Regions from separate parts of the Danio rerio genome. Here region 1 is linked to region 2. Evidence: chromatin contacts called from public Hi-C data. All regions are on one chromosome and are shown on one strand. Each heading gives the region's core, a stretch centred on a gene start, on an enhancer-like site or on the middle of the called end of the contact. The rest is flanking DNA. Distances are from core to core; before and after follow the strand shown.

What was found. A called contact is a pair of places that touch in the nucleus more often than the background predicts.
Region 1: a contact with region 2 is called in a Hi-C map of hematopoietic stem cells, with 2.6 times the contacts expected there. The contact joins the promoter of aunip here to the promoter of ptdss1b in region 2. A contact is called at or near these places in 2 of 18 Hi-C or Micro-C datasets (embryo and hematopoietic stem cells) and 1 of 4 datasets of contacts at active chromatin or transcription factors (gastrula embryo).

Annotation. Positions count from the first base shown.
Region 1 is chr19:49,111,531-49,116,540 of GRCz12tu, reverse strand. aunip (aurora kinase A and ninein interacting protein) reads left to right here and starts at 1,607. Exons shown (of 4, transcript XR_012395269.1): 1 at 1,607-1,895; 2 at 2,437-2,590; 3 at 4,526-5,010. It overlaps vps28 (VPS28 subunit of ESCRT-I), which reads right to left and starts at 1,189. Exons shown (of 10, transcript NM_200590.1): 1 at 1,180-1,189; 2 at 647-692; 3 at 526-554. The coding sequence starts at 686.
Region 2 is chr19:48,977,608-48,982,744 of GRCz12tu, reverse strand. It overlaps ptdss1b (phosphatidylserine synthase 1b), which reads left to right and starts at 1,502. Exons shown (of 14, transcript XR_012395268.1): 1 at 1,502-1,705; 2 at 4,595-4,686.

The DNA of each region.
Region 1 (5,010 bases), core at 358-2,857, 130 kb before region 2:
TTGAAAATGAGAATAAATATAAATATGAATTGTACATGTTAAATTTCTACATTTAGCGTTGTCTGCAACAGTAGTAGTACAGTAGTATCATTTTTCACAGTACTGAATATTTTACAATTTACAATTTATTTAGTTATTTATTTTTTTAGATTTAGTTTTGGCTTTTTTGCCTTTATCGAGAGGATAGGTCAGTATTTTAGACAGGAAAAGAACTGGGAAAGAGAGGGGGTAGGGTCAGGAAATGTCCTTGAGCCAGGATTCGAACACGGGACACCCTGAAGTGCTACTGCACCATATGTCAGTGCGCTAACCTGTCTGCTGTCTTGCAGTGCTGTTTTTGTAATAAATGGAAAGCAAATTACATTTGTCTCCTTCACTTTTCAGCTAATACAATAAAAATGGTCCAATTCATGACTAAAAAACCATAATGCGATCTGAACTGTGAGATTTGTGATCCTTTGCACCACTAATAACAACACACGAATGTGTTATTACAAAGTATGTGTGCAAAACGTAACATTTTACCTCATACAGTTCTGGCTTGTTGGCAGGAGCTGTTTAAATGGAGATGGAAAATGCAGATATAAAATCAAATACGAGACAAAAAATAAAATAAATGAGACTAAAAAGAGATTTTCTGCCTCACCTCCTCCCATCACTCCAGATGCAGGTATTCCATGAAACATGATGACCTACAAATTAATCATATATATAAAACAACAAGCTCATTATTATGTTATCATTATTATCAGTTAAAAGAATGAATAAATGATATTAAATAAACATTTACTGATCTATTTTTGTTATCATACAGTGTGGCTATGGAAATACTGTTCAAGCTTAGGGACAAACAGACATGTGTGATTAATTTTATTGATTTTAAAGATTAAAAGGATTGTTTGAATCCAGATATACATTGAATCTTAACAGTAAGTTAGTAGCTAAAACAAGCGATTGTGTTTTGTTTACTTCCTGACAAACAAAAAGCGATGCTAGCTCAGAAAGCTAGCTCAGATTTGACTTGAATTCCGCTGTATATCTACACAGGATGTTCTTTTCTCTCGTTTAATCTCATCTTGTACACACATATAACGTCGTATCGATTAAAAAGCTACGCATTTCTGAAACAATAGAGGCGCTTTTAGCAAAAACGCACCAGGAAAAAGACAACTCACTCACCCTTATATTGACGTCACCCAAAAGCTGACGTGACGTCGCCGGATGATTTCGTAACGTCCTGCTTTTTATTATTCATTACAAATAGTTATTGAATGCAAATTAAATAGTTATTTGTAATTCCAAACACGAAATTAATCAAATAATTATTTATTGTTACGTTCAATATTAGAATAAAACTAACATTTATGAGTACTTTTTCATTGAGAGGGTTGCCAGGTCCCTTCATCCATCCCTCAATACCACACTCTCTCCACTTTACTAATTGTAATTAGTTGCATATAGGTACATTATGATATAATAACATGTTAATACAACTTAATACATATTAATAAAAAACAACAGAGTTCATTGTTTAGACCAGATCTGTTATTCGTAAAGAGCTAATACCTAATAGTTCACAAATACTTGGCAACCCGACGGTGTCTTTGAATCCGCGCGGGAATCATTTGACAAGAAAGAAGCAGTGAAAACAACAGCTCGAAAAACTGTCAAAAATACAATATAAACGCTAATATCGACTGTTTACGTCGTTTATTATGAGACTGTAAGCGTCAGATTTAATTATTCGCCTTGGTCTGGTTAATTTGGGCGTGTGTGTGCTTTGTAAACACAGAATGAAGTCTGTGAGGAGCAGTAAAGTGAAGCCCGCGGCTAATAGAGAAGAGGAGTGCGGAATATGGCTGGACACGAAAGAGCTCAAAGAAAAGAAACAACAGGTCAGACAATCTGTGCTATTGTTACACACAGTCCATAATACTACATGTAACGTAAAGAAATAACACTTGCAGAATGAGACTGTCCTGGTTTGCTATAGCAGTTACTCACCCATTTGCCATTCAACATGATCCAGTGTTCAGTCTGAAAGAAGTGAAGGTGTTTTAGGGGGGGAAATTGGGTATTTTGTTCTGTACAGTGGATTTCTATGGTGGTCTGCGGTTCAAACTACAGTTAAGTTTAGTTTTAAAGGGCTTTCAATGATCCATGAAGAGTAACCTAGCAAATGGATTGACAATAGTAATAACAAAAGGCTTTATACTTAATCATGAATGCCATAATGCTCTTTATCTGGGATGCAAACTTTTGTGGTTAAAAAATATTGCAGTTTTAATGTTACTTTTTTAAAGAAAATAACTCTTATTCATCGACTGGGACATTTTGAACTGGGAGTTACTGCAGACTTTTATTTCAGTATGGTGACGTATAAGCATCTTTCGCACAATCTGTAACTTTGTTGTGATTAATGTTGTGTTTGTACAGAAACAGCTGACCCGTCCGGCCTCCAGATTCCGATCTCCTCTGTCTGGATCAGGACTCTACAATGTGGCCCTGATGAGCTTCACTCAGACCAAACTCAACATGCCCGTCACCAGACAGAGCACCATATCAACATTCTTCTCTCCCAAACCCAGAGGTGTGTATGTATGTATTTATCTGTCTGTCTATCTGTCTAACCATTCATCCATTGTTCTATCCATCTGTTCTGTCTGTCTGTCTATATCTCTATTGTTCTATTTACTTGTCTATCCATCCATCCTGTCTGTCTTATTTTTTGTTCTATTTACTGGTGAATCTGTCCATCCATCCTGTCTATTTTTCTGTCATTCTATTTACCTGCCATTCCATCCATCTATCTCTGTCTGTTTACTACCTGTCATTCTATCTATCCATCCATCATCCATCTATCTGTCGTTCTATCTATCATTCTAGCTATCCATCCAACCATTTGTCCTGTCTTTCTGTCTATTTTTCTATCTTTTTATTTACCTGTAATTTCTTCCATCCATTCATCCAGCTATCTTTATCCATCCATCCATCCATCTGTCTGACTGTGTCTATCTACCTGTCATTATGTCTATTCAGTCATCCATTGTTCTATCCATCCATCCTGTCTGTCTATTTTTCTATTGTTTTATTTACTTGTCAATCTGTCCATCCATCCATCCGTCTGTCTGTCTGTCTGTCTATATCCATTCATCCATCCATCCATCCATCCATCCATCTATCTATATCCATCCATCCGTATGTGTGTCTGTCTATCTACCTGTCAATTTATCTATTCATTCATCCATTGTTCTATCCATCCATCCATCTGTCTGTCTGGTGTTCTATCCATCCATCCATACATACATATATCATTCTAGCCAGCCATCTATCCTGTCTGTCTATTTTTCTATCGTTTTATTTACTTGTCAATCTGTCTATCCATCCATCCTGTCTATTTTTATATTTACCTGTCATTCCATCCATCCCTCCATCCATTCCTCCATCCATCCCTCCATCTATCCATCCATCCATCTATCCATCTATCTATCTATCTATCTATCTATCTATCTATCTATCTATCTATCTATCTATCTATCTATCTATCTATCCATCCATCCATCCATCCATCCATCCATCCATCCATCCATCCATCCATCCATCCATCCATCCATCCATCCATCCATCCATCCATCCATCCATCCATCCATCTATCTATCCCTCCACTGTTTTATCCACCCATCCGTCTATTTTTTCATTCATCCATTGTTCTATCCATCCATCATCCATCTATCTGTCATTCTAGCTATCCATTCATTTTTCTTGTCTGTTTATTTTTCTATTTTTCTATTTACCTGTTATTCCATTCCATCCATCCGTCTGTCTGTTTGTCATTCTATCCATTCATCCATATATCCATCCTGTCTATTTTTCTACCATTCCATCCATCCATCCATCCATCCATCCATCTATTCATCCCTCCACTGTTCTATCCATCCATCCATCTGTCATTCTAGCTATCCATTCATCTGCCCTGTTTGTTTTTCGATCTTTCTATTTACGTTATTCCATTCCATCCATCCATCCATCTATCTATCTATTCATCCCTCCACTGTTCTATCCATCTGTCCATCTGTCATTCTAGCTATCCATTCATCTGCCCTGTTTGTTTTTCTATCTTTCTATTTACGTTATTCCATTCCATCCATCCATCCATCCATCCATCCATCCATCCATCCGTCTGTTTGTCATTCTATCCATCCATCCATCCATCCATATATCCATCCTGTCTATTTTTCTATCATTCCATCCATCCATCCATCCATCCATCCATCTTTTTATTTAATTTTTATTATTAAACTTTTAATTATAAATTATAATTACACAATAAAAATGATAATTACATATAATAGTGTAATAATAGTGTAATACACATTCACAATTTTCTATAGTATCTTAAAGTGTCCTGGTTACAATTGTCAATTTATTCTTCATGCAGTGTGATTTCTATGTTTATGAAATCTGATCTAGTATTTAACCCTTATCATGCCATAATACACTGTTAAATGACCATGTATTTGCTCAGACTGTAACCCTGAGACAAACACCAGCACCAAGCGAAAACACGCCATCAGTTTGGATCCATCAATTGACTCGATCATTCACACATCAGATGATGGAGATTCAGAAGAAACATCAGCCAGTGATAATAACCATCAGCGCTTTCTTCATTTCATAAACGGAGAAGATCCGGAAGAAGAACAACCGCCTGGAAAAAGGAGACTCATTTCTTATCACACTGACCAAAATAAATCAGACACTGAAGAATACAGTGATCAAGATGCTGAAAACGTATATACAAATCAGATGAATCCTGAAAATCCACACCATGGACACGTCGTTCAGTCTCCAAGTCCTATAAACGAACATCTAAGAGATCAAAAATCCTCATTTAGGACGTCCATCTTAACATCCAGATCTGTAAATGAACACAAACCACATGCAAATCTTCATAAAGAGCCAAAAACGAAAGCATCTCCATTGAAACGAATGGGAAAAGAGAACAGCTCG
Region 2 (5,137 bases), core at 253-2,752:
ATATGAAGCAAATATAGGATTAAAGAAGTGATGTTAGTGAGGCCAGCAGGAGGCGCTCAACCTGCGGTCTGTGTGGGTCCTCATGCCCCAGTATAGTGAAGGAGACTCTATACTGCTCAGTGAGCGCCGTCTTTCGGACGAGACGTTAAACTGAGGTCCTGACTCTCTGTGGTTGTTAATAATTCCAGGATGTAGGGGTTTAACCCTGACATCCTGGCCAAATTTGCCCACTGGCCTCTGTCCATCATGGCCTCCTAACCCTCCCCATATCATAATTGGCTTCATCACTGTCTCCTCTCCACCAATCAGTTGGTGGGTGGTGTGCGGTTTAGCGCAATATGGTTGCCGTTGCGTCATCCAGGTGGATGCTGCACACTGATGGTGGATGAGCAAATACCCCCCCCCCCCCCCCCAATGTGTAAAGCACTTTGAGTGTCCAGAAAAGAGCTATATAAATGTAAGGAATTATTATTATTATTATTATTATTATTATTATTACATGCATGCATGTGTAGCTTTATATATACATATAAACAGTACAAACAAACAGTATGTCAAAACAAACCTTCATTTAGGTCATGATTAATCGTGATTCATCTTTGCCCAGTTTTTAGCAATGCATATCACTAATAAAAAATTACATTTTGAGGAAATTAACAAATTGCCTTCTTTGAACATGATTCTAGGGATTTTTGTAGTCTAGAAAAGATGATTTCTTTAATTAATAAGGAATATTTATAATAATTACTAATATACAGTAACTTTTCATACAAATAATGAGTTTATAGGTTTTCTTTTCTATAACTAAAAAATTCAGAAATACTATTTACAAATATAATTACTATATTTTCCCCCAATTTCTAACACATCTTAGATGATTAACTCTATATACAAAATTATTAGCCCTCCTGAAATATTAGTCCCCCTGTATAAATATTTTTTGTTTAACGGAGAGAAGATTGTTTCCAACACATTTTTAACCATAATATTTTTAATAATTATTTCTAATAACTGAATTATTTAATCTTTGCCATGATGACAGCAGATAGTATTTGACTAGATATTCTTCAGGATACTAGTATTCAGCTTTAAGTGACATTTAAAGGCTTAACTAGGTTAATTTGGCAGGTTAGGGTAATTAGACAAGTCATTGTATAACAGTGGTTTGTTCTGTAGACTATCCAAAGCAAATATTCCTTAAGGGGGCTAATAATATTGACCTTAAAATAGTTTTAAAAATGAAAACTGCTTTAATTCTAGCCAAAACAAAACAAATAAGACTTTCTCCAGAAGAAAAAATATTATAGGAAATATTATGAAAAATTCCTTGCTCTGTTAAACATCATTTGGGGAATATTTTTCAAAGAAAAAAAAAATCATAGGAGGGTGAATAATTTTTATTTCACCTGTATGGGAGTGGCATATTGTCCGTTTGTTGCGAGGATCTGGCAACCCTGGCTGTAGGCGCGACTGAATCAAGCCGCAGAAGTTCGCTGTGTTTGGGCTAGAGCAGTGAGTGATCCAGCATGGCGCCCAGTCAGGGCTCTAGGATGCTTAGTAAAGATGATGCTGATTATAAACTTCACTTTAGGATGATAAACGAGCAGCAAGTGGAGGACATCACTATTGACTTCTTCTACAAACCGCACACCATAACTTTACTAACGTTCACCGTCGTCAGCATAATGTACTTTGCTTTCACCAGGTGAGTAAACATCAGATTTGTTATGATTGGACACACCTGACCAGCGTATATTAATTTATTATATTTCACCACGGAAAAAAGACATGATATTGTTATGATATTGTCAGTTTTACAGATATTTTCGGATAAATCCTACTGTGGGATATGAAGATGTAGATGTAAAACTTTTTACAACCTACCTGAGTACATTTCCTTTAATAAATATTACCAGAAAAACAAAACTAAAATAAATATATTATTTATTTAATAAACTACCAGTTATTTGGTTTAGTTAACTTTGTTTTAAGCTTAATAAGTGTATAAATATGTTAATGTAATAAGTCCTTTAATTTAGACATAATAAGCATAGATACACTCACCGGCCACTTTATTAGGTACACCTGTCCAACTGCTCGTTAGCGCAAATTTCTCATCAGCCAATCACATTGCTGCAACTTAATGCATTCTGGCATGTAGACATGGTCAAGACGATCTGCTGCAGTTCAAACTGACTTTGAATGTGTCATGGTTGTTGGTGCCAGATGGGCTGGTCTGAGTCATTCAGAAACTGCTGATCTACTGTGATTTTCACGCACAACCATCTCTAGGGTTTACAGAGAATGCTCTGAGTAAGAGAAAATATCCAGAGAGCGGCAGTTCTGTGGGCGCAAATGCCTTGTTGATGGTCATAGGAGAATGGCCAGACTGGTTCCAGCTGATAGAAAGGCAACAGTAACTCAAATAAGCACTCGTTACAACCGAGATCTGCAGAAGAGCATCTCTAAACACACAACACGCCCAACCTTGAGTCGGATGGGCTACAGCAGCAGAAGACCACACCGGGTGCCGCTCCTGTCAGCTAAGAACAGGAAACTGAGGCTACAATTCACACAGACTCACCAAAACTGGACAATAGAAGATTGGAGAAACGTTGCCTGCTCTGATGAGTCTCCATTTCTGCTCACACATTCAGATGGTCGGGTCAGAATTTGGTGTCAACAACATGAAAGCATGGATCCATCCTGCCTTGTATCAGCGGTTCAGGCTGGTGGTGGTGGTGTAATGGTGTGGGGGAGATTTTCTGCACACTTTGGGCTCATTAATACCAATTGAGCATCGTGTCTACGCCACAGCATACCTGAGTATTGCTGCTGACCATGTCCATCCCTTTATGAGCACAGTGTCTCCATCTTCTGATGGCAGCAGGATAACACCATGTCATAAAGCGTGAATCATCTCAGACTGGTTTCTTGTACATGACAATGAATTCACTGTACTCAAATGGCCTCCACAGTCACCAGAGCTCAATCCAATGGAGTGCCTTTGTGATGTGGTGGAACGGGAGATTGGCATCATGGATGTGCAGCCAACAAATCTGCAGCAACTGTGTGATGCTATCATGTCAATATGGAGCAAAATCTCTGAGGAATATTTCCAGTAGCTTGTTGAATCTCTGCCATGAAGGATTAAAGCAGTTCTGTAGGCAAAAGGGGTCCAACCTGGTACTAGTAAGGTGTACCTAATAAAGTGGCCGGTGTATATTTCTATTGTCATTAATGTAATATATTCACCTGTCTATGTCAGTTATTATAGTCAACAAACTAAATCCATACCAAAATCACTTGAAAAGTTTAAACTAGTTGCTAATTATGGGAACATTTACACTGTTTAGTTTAATATGAGGTTTGTTATGACTGAACACACCTGACCCGCATCTATTAATTTATTATATTTCTCCACCAAAAAAAGTTATTATGTGTGCCACAGTGGTGCAGTGAGTGGCACAATTGCCTCCAAGCTAGAACGTCGCTGGTTCGAGTACCGGCTGGGCCCGTTGACATTTCTGTGTGGAGTTTGCATGTTCTCCCCATGTTGGTGTGGGTTTCCCTCACAGTCCCCACATAGGTGAATTGATTAACTGAATTGGCCGTAGTGTATGTGTATGTGAATGTAAGTGTGTATGGGTGCTTACCAGGACTGGGTTGCAGCTGGAAGAGCAGTCGTTGTGTAAAACATATGCTGGAATAGTTGGCGGTTCATTCCGCTGTGATGAATAAAGGAATTACCCCTAAGTAAAATGATTGAATGAATGAATTCAGACATTATGGGCATAGATGTGTTGCCTACTCTGCTTTAATTATTGCTAGTGACATTTTATAAATCACTTGAGAAGTTACAGCTAAGGGTAAATTTAAAAGGTTCAGTTTAACTTGACATGCTAATAGCTTTCAGTGACTAATTTTGAGGGGGTTTTTTAACCAGAAAAATCGAACCTATTATAAGCTCAGATGTGTTGCCATCTCACTTTTGCTTTAACAATTTTTATTAATTTATTTTCCTTCAGCTTAGTTCATTTATTTATCAGGGATCTCCACAGCGGAATGAACCGCCAATTATTCCAGCATATGATTTACGCAGCGGATACTCTTCCAGCTGCAACCCAGTACTGGGAAACACTCATACATACTCATTCACACACACACACTCATACACTACAGCCCATTTAATTAATCCAATTCACCTACGGCACATGTCTTGGACTGTGGGGGAAACACAGAGGAAACACGGAGAGAACATGCAAACTCCACACAGAAATGTCTACTGGCCCAGTCGGGACTCAAACCAGCGACCTTCTTGCTGTAAGGCTACAGTGCTAACCACTGAGCCACCGTCCCACCATAAAACCTCATTGTAAAGTGACCAATAGTTTTAAATTCAAGTATCTACAGCTGATTAGTGTTTTGTGTCATCAAATGATTTGTATTCTGAATACTCCTGGTGTGTTAAAGCTATTCCCCAATAAGGTGTGAGGACAGTGAGTCTGGTGACACTGTGAAATGTTATAGTTTAATGACGCTATCGTCACGGCTCTGATATGTTATCAGTTCCTCATGTTTTTTATTGTGGCAGGGACGATGGAGACTCTGATAAGAACCTGCGTGTGGGCTTGCTGCTGGTCGTCTCTTTCTTTCTTGTTATCAGCGTTCTTGCCTTTCCCAACGGTACAGTCATTTATCAGTAGAAACAAATATTGTAACCGTCTTACACTGAATGCTTTTGTTAAAGAGGTCATGTTTGAGCACAGTTGTGTTTGAATATATCCAGTCTTTACTGGTAAACATTAATTCATTCTGTTTTTATAATCAGACTTGATATAAACAGTCTGCAGAAACACTTTGATTGACATTCTCCCTTTGTACGTGTCATCAGAGGGGGAAAGCCCCGCCCACTGGTGACCATCTCTCCTTCATTAGCATAGGGCATTAGTCTTGTTTTTAAATCTGCCACTATGCTGACACACAGGCATTTGTAGCTCCGCCCTCTTTTGAAAATAGAATCTCATTTGAGTTTAAAGCGACAGTCACCAAAATGCCACAATTTGACTTAAAAGGGTCAGTTTCAGAGAGTTAAGCAATATTCGTGTGGTATTTTGAGCTAACAGTTCACATACAC